3 separate regions of the Mus musculus genome follow, and regions 2 and 3 are each linked to region 1. A link is a contact called in public Hi-C and HiCAR-type data. All regions are on one chromosome and are shown on one strand. The core of a region is the stretch at or near the end of the contact, and the rest is flanking DNA. Distances in the headings are between cores, read along the strand shown. Region 1 holds the start of Plcxd3 (phosphatidylinositol-specific phospholipase C, X domain containing 3). Region 2 overlaps Oxct1 (3-oxoacid CoA transferase 1). Region 3 overlaps Oxct1 (3-oxoacid CoA transferase 1).

What was found. Hi-C and Micro-C count contacts between places; a contact is called where the count stands out from the background. HiCAR-type assays count read pairs that join an accessible place to other places.
Region 2: a contact with region 1 is called in a HiCAR-type map of PVALB interneurons, with 5 times the contacts expected there. The contact joins the enhancer-like site here to the promoter of Plcxd3 in region 1. A contact is called at or near these places in 11 of 484 Hi-C or Micro-C datasets (the N1E-115 cell line, cerebellar granule neurons, cerebral cortex and 6 more), 3 of 115 datasets of contacts at active chromatin or transcription factors (PVALB interneurons, forebrain and neural progenitor cells) and 1 of 9 other capture datasets (embryonic stem cells).
Region 3: a contact with region 1 is called in a Hi-C map of cortical neurons, with 3 times the contacts expected there. The contact joins the enhancer-like site here to the promoter of Plcxd3 in region 1. A contact is called at or near these places in 2 of 39 promoter capture datasets (embryonic stem cells and hippocampal neurons), 16 of 484 Hi-C or Micro-C datasets (the HL-1 cell line, the N1E-115 cell line, cerebellar granule neurons and 9 more), 4 of 115 datasets of contacts at active chromatin or transcription factors (embryonic basal ganglia, embryonic midbrain, forebrain and 1 more) and 1 of 9 other capture datasets (embryonic stem cells).

What each region holds. Positions count from the first base shown.
Region 1 is chr15:4,374,091-4,377,063 of GRCm38.p6, reverse strand. It overlaps Plcxd3 (phosphatidylinositol-specific phospholipase C, X domain containing 3), which reads right to left and starts at 1,573. Exons shown (of 3, transcript NM_177355.3): 1 at 1,249-1,573. The coding sequence starts at 1,351.
Region 2 is chr15:4,076,806-4,079,615 of GRCm38.p6, reverse strand. The region is part of intron 7 of Oxct1 (3-oxoacid CoA transferase 1); the gene reads right to left. Among named protein-coding and RNA genes, the nearest start is that of BC037032, 51 kb to the right of the region's middle. Within about 2 kb of position 1,450, at least 12 of the 459 cell types and tissues checked have an H3K27ac peak or open chromatin away from gene starts, as enhancers often do. A contact at or near this core is called in PVALB interneurons, where this site is marked.
Region 3 is chr15:4,054,974-4,058,134 of GRCm38.p6, reverse strand. Oxct1 (3-oxoacid CoA transferase 1) reads right to left here. Exons shown (of 17, transcript NM_024188.6): 6 at 360-466. Among named protein-coding and RNA genes, the nearest start is that of BC037032, 29 kb to the right of the region's middle. Within about 2 kb of position 1,329, at least 12 of the 459 cell types and tissues checked have an H3K27ac peak or open chromatin away from gene starts, as enhancers often do. A contact at or near this core is called in cortical neurons and olfactory sensory neurons, where this site is marked.

The DNA.
Region 1 (2,973 bases), core at 324-2,823:
GGGGTTTTTTTCCCCCAGAAAACTGTTTTATTTCTTCCTTGTCTTCGTATTTCTTAAGTCTCACTTCGACTCTTTTCCTCTAAACTCCATCATGTTTTCTCCCCTGGGGTGGGGTGAAGGGGTTGGTGGGCAGGGGCAGGCGTAGATAGAGCAGATCAGAGGAAGTAGACCAGAAGGTTGAACTTAAAAAACTCAGCTACACTCCGGGCAGGGGTTGATTATCTACGAGTAATTTGCCCTCCAGCCTAGTCTGGTAAGAATGGGTGTGCACACTTTCAGCCAAATTGCTAGAGAAATGTAAGCATTTCTCCAGCTGCTGCACTCACAAACTGCCCAGAAACAATCTTCTCTCTTAGATACCTGAGTTAGGGACTACTGTGTGCTCTGACCTGGAAACCTGGCCAGTGCTCTGGTCCAAGCCATGCACACCATACAAACACATCTTGATGCTACCCTTCTAAACCCTGCTTGCTTTCCTCCGGACTACCTGCTAGGTCACCTTTTCCAGGGCCATCTGTTCATCATTCCCATCTCTAAACTGTGCCTCACACGGTCTCACTGCCTGGCTTCTGTCTAGAGCCGCAAATGTGCAAGGGTCTGCTTTCTCGACCCAAGGAGCTCTGCCTTAAGCAGCTCTTTGACCAGACTGACTCGCTCCCCATCCAAGCCAATGAGGAAAGGCTTGCTTTCAGCTTCTTGCCCCATTCAGCTCTTTGTCAAGGACAGTGATCCTGCTGCCACCACAGATCCCGAACTTTCATCACTCTTCAGAAAGCGCTTTGTCTCTTTAAAGGAGACTGGGGACGAATATTAATGATTCCAGTAGATTCTAACAGCAAAGCTATCAAATTCTCCCAAGTCCATGCCAGCGATGGTCTCAGTGACGTTCTGGAGCCGAACTCTTAAGATAGCCAGCTCCCTCCCATAGCGAGCGCACCACGGAGCCACAGACTAAGGAACCTGACCTGCCTACTCCCCAGCCCCCGCCAGAATCTTCAAGGAAAACCGTAGAAAAAGGTCTCAGGGAGCGATCCTGGAACCACCTTCTCCTCTGCCCCAGCCCTCCGGACACAGTCTGCTTCTGAAGCCCAGGGGAAGCAGTCACCTTGACACCCCGTGCCAGGGTCTTCCAAGATTTGGAAAACCCGGGGACCCACCCCCTGGATGAGCATCCTTCCCGCAGACACAGGCGAAGTTAGCACTGGGTGTAAAATGAAGCAGGGCGAGGCAGGGGCAGTGGGCACCTACCTGGGATGGCTAAATTGGTGAGGGGGATGCTGTGGATGCTCTCAGGCAGAGTTGCCATCCAGTCGGCGAATTTCAGCTCGTTTTTCCCCTGAGATGAGGCCATGGTGCCGGTCTGCTTGCCGCCGCGCTAGTCGCCACACTCCTAGGCACAGGCTGGCAGCTGCTGCCGTTAAGCCAATGTTTGCTTCGGCCCCGCTAGAGTTTACACTCCGCTCTGCGCCACACCCACAGGATGGCGCAGACACATGCTCATTTTAATAATTATTCAAAAACACCCCATGCTCCCTCCTTGCCTTGCCAGACTCCACTGCCGGGGCTTTTGTTCCTGACGTCCGTGCTCTGCTCTCTGCTCTTTCCCCTCCCTCCAGACTCCCTCCTCCCGTCTCACCCCTCCTAGGTGGCTCTGCCTTTCTTTGCCATTTTGCAGCTTCCCACCTCTTCTTGTTATTAGTCCTTCATCCTTAAAACAAACAAACAAACAAACATACAAAAATAAAATTTAAAAACTTCGTTTTCCGAGCTGCTTTGTCCCTCGTCTTTCTCTGTCCCTTGGTGAGAGTTCCTAGTCCAGTTTGCATGAAAGGCAGTCTTGCGGTCGAATCTAAAAATCCTGGTAGACTTTGGCATGTTGTTACCTCCTGAAGAGCAAATTCATCTTTGGCTCTCAACACTTTCCATTCTTCCCAAAGAGTGTTCCTTTCCCTAAGCCACAAAAGAGTGTGCCCTTTCTCAGCAAAGAGTCCTCCGACTTATTTATACAAAATGGAGGTCTTTATTTATCACTTTGCCTGATGTTTTAAGGAGCTGATTGATACACGTGGTGAGCAGGAAGGACAGTATATTCTCTTCTATATTAATCCCTGGTCCCAGGCATTTCACGGGTCAAGGGGCACTGCCACAGGTTGTGAAGACCTTCATTGATGCAGTTCCTTTCTGGGTTTCACGGCACTCAGGAAAAGATGAAAGTCTGGGACTGGAAGGAACCACGTCTCCCAATGACATGCTGTAATTACTGCCAGTAGCATTTGGTGGAATGTATTTGGCACCACTTGAAGTGATCTATGTGATTGTTTGGATCTTCATTCCTTGGCAGACTAAAGAGATGTGTCTCTCCAGAGAGAAATCGCTCATGTGGCTCCAGAGAAATGTCTGGGTCCACCTGTTCCGCAGTGAGAAAGAGAAAGAATCTAACCTTACAAATGTGGCAAGACCAGCATTGGCCTGAACAGGACTGTATGAGTCAGAGTGACCATGTGCTAGGCCATTACCACTCAGAGACTAAGGATGGGCAAAAGGAGCTGGCTTTCCTATGGAGGGACGTGTAAATTCTATTCCCAGAGGAAATCCTATTAGGCTGAAGAAATTAGAATCAAGGTTGGAGAGACAGCACTGAGCAACATGAGAGTAATCATTTCAGTTCAGTAAACCCATTTAACATTTTAAAAGCCCCAGAGCCTTTTTATTTTGTGCAAGGATGCTGTGACCAAAGAAAATTCCCTATCTATTCGAAATTACTTTGGGGGAAGGTAGAGGGAGGAGAGAGGATGTCTAACTCTTTTGATCAAATTTTCTTACTCTCCCCATGGAAACAGTCCATCGTGTCTTGAAGACATGGTTGGTCTATCTTTAGGAATGAGGATGAGATGTACTGAAACTTCTGCTCAGAGAACTCTTTACATTCTCGGTAGCACAGCACATCCTTGTATGCTTTTAGCTAGAATGCGA
Region 2 (2,810 bases), core at 201-2,700, 300 kb after region 1:
TACTATGTGCCGCACATCATGCCGCATGCTAGCCATGCAAAGATAAGTTATGACGAGGTCATAGGAGGTACTCACAACGTTCATGGAGAAGAAACACAGACAGATAATCATGGTATACTACAGCAAAGAGTGCTATGAAGGAGAGAGTCACACACAGAGAACAGAAAAGACCATGAAGAGAACAGAGAGGACATCCAAGGCAGCAGGGCTGTCAGGACAAAGGCATGGGTCACTAAAAGGTTGGAAGCTGTTTGTGAAATGTGGAAAGATGCTACTTGGGAAAGATTTAGGGGATGCATAGTGGTTAGAGGGGGTCAGATAAAAAGGTTTGGAATATTTAATTAAGTACAATAATGAACCTAATTTTGGAAGAGTATCAGAAGTGACAACTGAACAACAACAACAAAATGTGATTTTCTTCATCCTTGAGAAAATACACAAGTTCACCTTAGCTAATGTCACAGGAGCAGTTTCTGTTCATTACTGTGGCTTTTCTCCAAGAAAAAAAGTTTAAAATCATGGCAATTACCTTCTCTTACTCTTATCAGTTTTTGACTATGCACCTGGACTCTTCTCGAGGACTAGTAACACACACGCGCCCCCCCCCCCCCCCCGCCAGTGAATCTGAATGTGTTCTAATTTTAGCAGGCTGCTATGTGCAGCATACTCAGCCTACCAGAATGATGCAAATGAGTTTACAAGAGATAACCACTAGCACTGAAAAAGATCAATGAGAAATGCTTACTGACTTTCTTCTCATATATTTCATGCTAAAATCATTTATGAAAGCTATGACTCTGAAATGCTTTCTTCATTCAGAGATATTCGTAAACAATAACAAGACACCCTGGAGATTAACTCCTTCTTTAAAAAAAAGTTAATTTAAAATACTAAACAATCTTGCATAAGCCCTAATTATCACTTCAGTTGTAGAGTTGACCTATATTTGAAGTGAAAAAAAATAACATTTTTGACAAGGTCTCTAAAAGGAGTGAGGAAAGCCAGTATTATTTTTAGTGAGAGTGATTTTTAAAACCCCCAGCTAAATTCTTAACACAAACATTGGCTGAATTGATAAGTAGGCCAGAAGTTGTTAGCTAAGTATAAGAGGAAATGGGATTTTTATCCCTTTTGCAGCAAGATGGTTTTATAAGAGCCTCCTTGGTATATGTCAGTCACACTGTACTTATTTAATAACCATTTCAGAAGACAGAATAAGTACGGATTACAAAAATCATCGTGCCATATTAAAAATAATACCCTCTGGCCCATCTTTTCTTTGTGTGAGCAGAATCCACATTCTCATTTGCAACCAGATGATTGTATAAGAAATTGTAACCATGAGTTTTCAAGAGCTGACTCAAAATAGGAAAACAACCGACTGAGCATTTGACTGGCATTTTATTCAGGGAACAGGCTCTGTAGGAACAGCTGCTGGTCATGGTGACCTTCCTCCACATTCACTTCAGTCACTGGGAGGTGCTTTAGGTTCACGATGCCCTTCCTACTCCAGTCTACTGTCTAGTTGCAGACAGCCACATCCTTTTGGGGGAAGTCAAGCAGACAGACAGGAAGATTCTCCAGGATGCTAGGTTCAAACTCCAAGTGTCATGGACATGAGTACCAACCGCACTCCTAAACCTTATCACTCTCCCTCTGAAACAATTCTTCATCAAAATGGGAGACTCGAGAAGATTTGGCTCCAGCTAAAGAGCTTCCATAGTGCTGTAAAAGTAATATGGGGGCTAGCAGGAAAGAGAAGACATTAATGGTCTTACCTGGGCTGGATCCGGAGTCCCAACATACTGACCTGCCAAGGGGCAACAGTAGAGGGACTATTGCAGGTGGAGTGGGATGATTTCTTACTGAGCCATGCTCTACAGGAGGGAATTCATCGTCCTGAATAAATCTCCTCTAGAACCCATGGCTTGGGAGGTCACTAGCTACGGGAGGAACTTAATCGTTTTGCCAAATGGTCCTGTTGCCAAAGTTCCTTCTAAATCTTTATGTCTATATGCATATATTGTGCTGCTCTCAATGTTGGTGAGAGAGGCTTTTTCCAGTGGGCAGCAGTTAATGCAGAGACCCTTAACCTAACAACGCACTGAGGATAGGCAACGGTGAGGGCTCAGCAGTAGACAGGACATTGATATCGACGACCTCTTTCCCAGGAAAGTTCAGGGAACATCACCGAGAAAAGGAGCAAAGAGGAAGAACCGGAGGATGGGAAGGAGTACTGAGGTTGCTGCACTAGATAGTAGATGCAAGCCAGATAGTACTACACACGGAAATTCACAAAGAAAACGAGCGAGCAAGCACGTGATTAATAATCACCTTCCCTTGTCATCCAAGGCACAAAGTTAAAACTAAAAGACAGTATTTTTACCTACCAAATTATCAAAAACATGTTTAAAATATTATATTCATGTTGTCAAGAAGACCTCAAAATTATACTTTTACATGTCACTGTGGGTTTTACTTTTATAGGTAAGAATGTGGCAACACATATTTGCCAGAACTTTTTTTTTTTAAATACACACAGACATACACACCGTAGCAGTAGGGTGGGGGGGGGGTGATCAAAGAAAGATTTCTAATAAAGCACCAGGAAAAATAGTGAAGATGAAAAACTATGAAATGAAGAAATAGATTTGTTAATATAAACTTTACTGTAACAATGTATCCTTCTTTGGGGAAATATTTGGAGACACTGCAAAAACACATTTAATGTTTTATCGGCTGAAAAATATAGAAAAAAGTCTTAATTTTATGAAAAGAAAATAAAGATGTTTCCAGAGAGGAACTAACTA
Region 3 (3,161 bases), core at 80-2,579, 320 kb after region 1:
ACAGTGAGGATGACTTGGAACTTCTGATCTGCCTAATTCCACCACCACCCCCTACCGCTGGGAATGTAATACCATACCCAGTGTGGGCAATCAAACCCAAGGCTTGGGGTGTGCTAGGCAAGCACTCTACCAATACAGCTACATCCCAGCCCTAGATCCAGTTATGTAGCAAGCCAGTAAGTTTAGCACATCAGCAGGACCACCAGCAGGCACTCGAGGTTCTTCTGGACACGTGCACATACACAAGACTGTAAGCCATTTTAAAACGGTCAGGCAGCATCTCACAAGGAGCAGAGTGGACTGCCTACAGTGGTAGGTTTTGCTGTGTTCTATCCTGTTTTGTTTAACTAGTACAGTACCTGAAAATCACATTGCCTGCCCGGTCTGCTTTCCATGCTTTCACCAGAGCAAAATCTCCCGTGATGGCTTCCTCCAAAATGAAGTGCTGACCGTTAAACTCCCTCACCTGCAAGAGACAAATGAACGCTGTCAGGTATTTGTGCAGGATGCAGATGCCTGGGCTCCTAAGAGGCACACGCGAGGAGCGGACGCCTAGCGACAGTGGCTTTTTCAGGGAGAGGGATCTCAAGAGACTTCTTCGGTAGCAGAAGGCTTCCTCAGAATAGTCCAGCGAGGCTTCAGGAAGAGAATGTGCTCACGGGTTCCACAGTAAGGGCAAGTCTGGTACATTTGAGAAACTCAAACCTCCACAAGTGGTACAGGGTGTTAATATTCATTTGACTGTGTGCCTTGGTTACCTTTGAGACAATGGAAAATAGTCCCTCTTTTCTTCTACCCCCCTCCAAATTAAAACGTGTATGTTACAAGAAATGGCTTACCTCTTGTTTCTCTTTAACCGTGATCTATAATTTGTGTTGAGAGAATCAATGATAACAGAAAAGTAACCTAACTAAAAAGCAACACTGCATGCCTCCCTACTGTGTACACAATGCAGGCCTCCGTGTAGGAGCATCTTCATTTACTTCCTTGGATAGATTCTCTTCACATAAAATCCTATATGAGCTTTGCATTTGCTCATAGGAAATTCTTGATTTCCATGCTACTATAAATGCTGGTTTTAACAAATTGCACATTATTAATATAACACAATGCTATTGACTTGTTTTTTTTGTTTTGTTTTGTTTTTAACATTTACTGCCTTTTGGGAGAGACTATAAAAACCAAACTCTTCTTTCCCATTATGTCCTTCCTGTCTTTTCCCTTGGAGATTTGCCTCTGGGAATTAAAGAGAGAACTGAAACAGCACCAGGGAGGGCTGGATCTGTCTTGCATAAATGCAGCCCCGTGAAGGCAGAACTCCAGTCACATTCCTCCTGTGCCCTCTAGTGGAAAACAGACGGGATGTGTTTTTTAGAAGCGTCCAACACAGCGTTGGGGTCTGCTTAGCTTTGTTTGGGGTGGGGGTAGGTGATGATATATGAACGTGGGGTCTCATATACTCCATCACTGAGGTTCCAGCCTTCCTTCTAGAGCTTCAAACAGACTATTTCGTAAAGGAAAGTTTCTCCAAAGATATCTCAGTTTCTAGCTAGAAAACATGAGCTATGAAAACCACCAGTGAAGACTTCACTCCTATGCAGTTACATGACACTAACTGCACATCGACACACACAATTATTTTAAAGGTTTATGTCCTTCATAAATCATCACTGTGAACATCAACGATGGGGCGAGTGATTATCATCCAAGCCCTTGGGATACAGAGGCAAGAGGACTGCTGGGAGATTCAGAGAAGCCTGGGCCTACAGAGTTTCAATACCTCCATAACAAAGCTTTCACACAAGGAAGCAAACAAACAAACAAACAAACAAACCACCAGGGATGAAGGTTGAGACATAGAAAACACAAGTCTTTTCTAAACACGTTACCTAGCGTTGCCTGTTCTACCTTTCAAAGACGGAAGCTACTAGCTTCATCAAGCTTACTGCCTTGCTCACTTAAAGCAGTGCATTTGGCCTCGGGCTCATCTTTAGGTTCTTCTTGAGTCCACTCCAGTTAGATTTTGCCAGTGACCTCTGTGTCTGCACACCCCTGCTCAGTTCTAGTCATCCTTCTTCCTTTAACCCAACTGCTCCCTCTTTTTATTTCTCAAATCACCAAGCTCCCTGCTTTCCTTTGAACCTCCCTTCCCATCTTCTACTGCAGCCTTTCTTCTTCTGTGTGGCCATTAACTGGTAAGGAGGGACTCTCCATTCACACAGGTGTCCAGGACACTGTCTAGCCCCAAGGGTCTGAATGCCTACATGCATGCCCTGCCTCCTGTTCTATAAACTTTCTGACCAGAGTCACTTCCTCTTGAGTCTCCGGAACTTAAGTAAACCTCTTCCCAAACAGACTGAGATCTTCTTACCCCATGCATTGCCATCTCAATAAGCAGCAATCATTTTCTGTCCTCTGTGTCACATGTGGCTCTACCATCAACATCCGACCTAATTCTGATCACTTAGCATAAACTCTATCTCACCACCTTATCCCAGCTCCTGTTCATTCCCCACCAGGATCAATGCACAGCCTCCCAACTTGGGCCACCATAAAACTCACCGCTCAATAGTGAGAGTTATCTTCACAAGATGTAACTCAGAACACATCACATTCATATGTATTTCACTAGCTTCTGACCATAGCGAACGAACTCTAAGCTATGTGAGCAGACGATAGGCAGAATAGAGATCGAGGGAGGCAGGGATGGAGAGAAAAGAGACAAAGGAGACAAACGGATACACACAGAAAGTGGTCAGAGAGGTACTAAATTCATGCACCAGGCTCTAGACACATATGAAAAGTTAGAAAAGATTCTATCCTTCCAGTCTCTTGGGGTATGTTAAGGTTACATTTTCTAACAAGCTATCAGAATATCAACCCAATTTTAGAGGGCACTTTTATCATATGCTCCTAAGCTCCATTTTCATTAGATTCCCGGGGTTGATTTGTTTTTAACCTAATTTGGCAATGAAAAAGTGAGACTAAATACTAATACACACATGTGTGCGCGCACATACACACACACACACACACACATTTGAATTAAAGCTGGAATCAATATGGGTCAGTCCCAGAAAAGGAGCAAAACTCCAGATGGAAGACACAGCTAGGGACAAATGTCAGACAGTAAAGGACATGATCATTGACCTCCCAGCTCC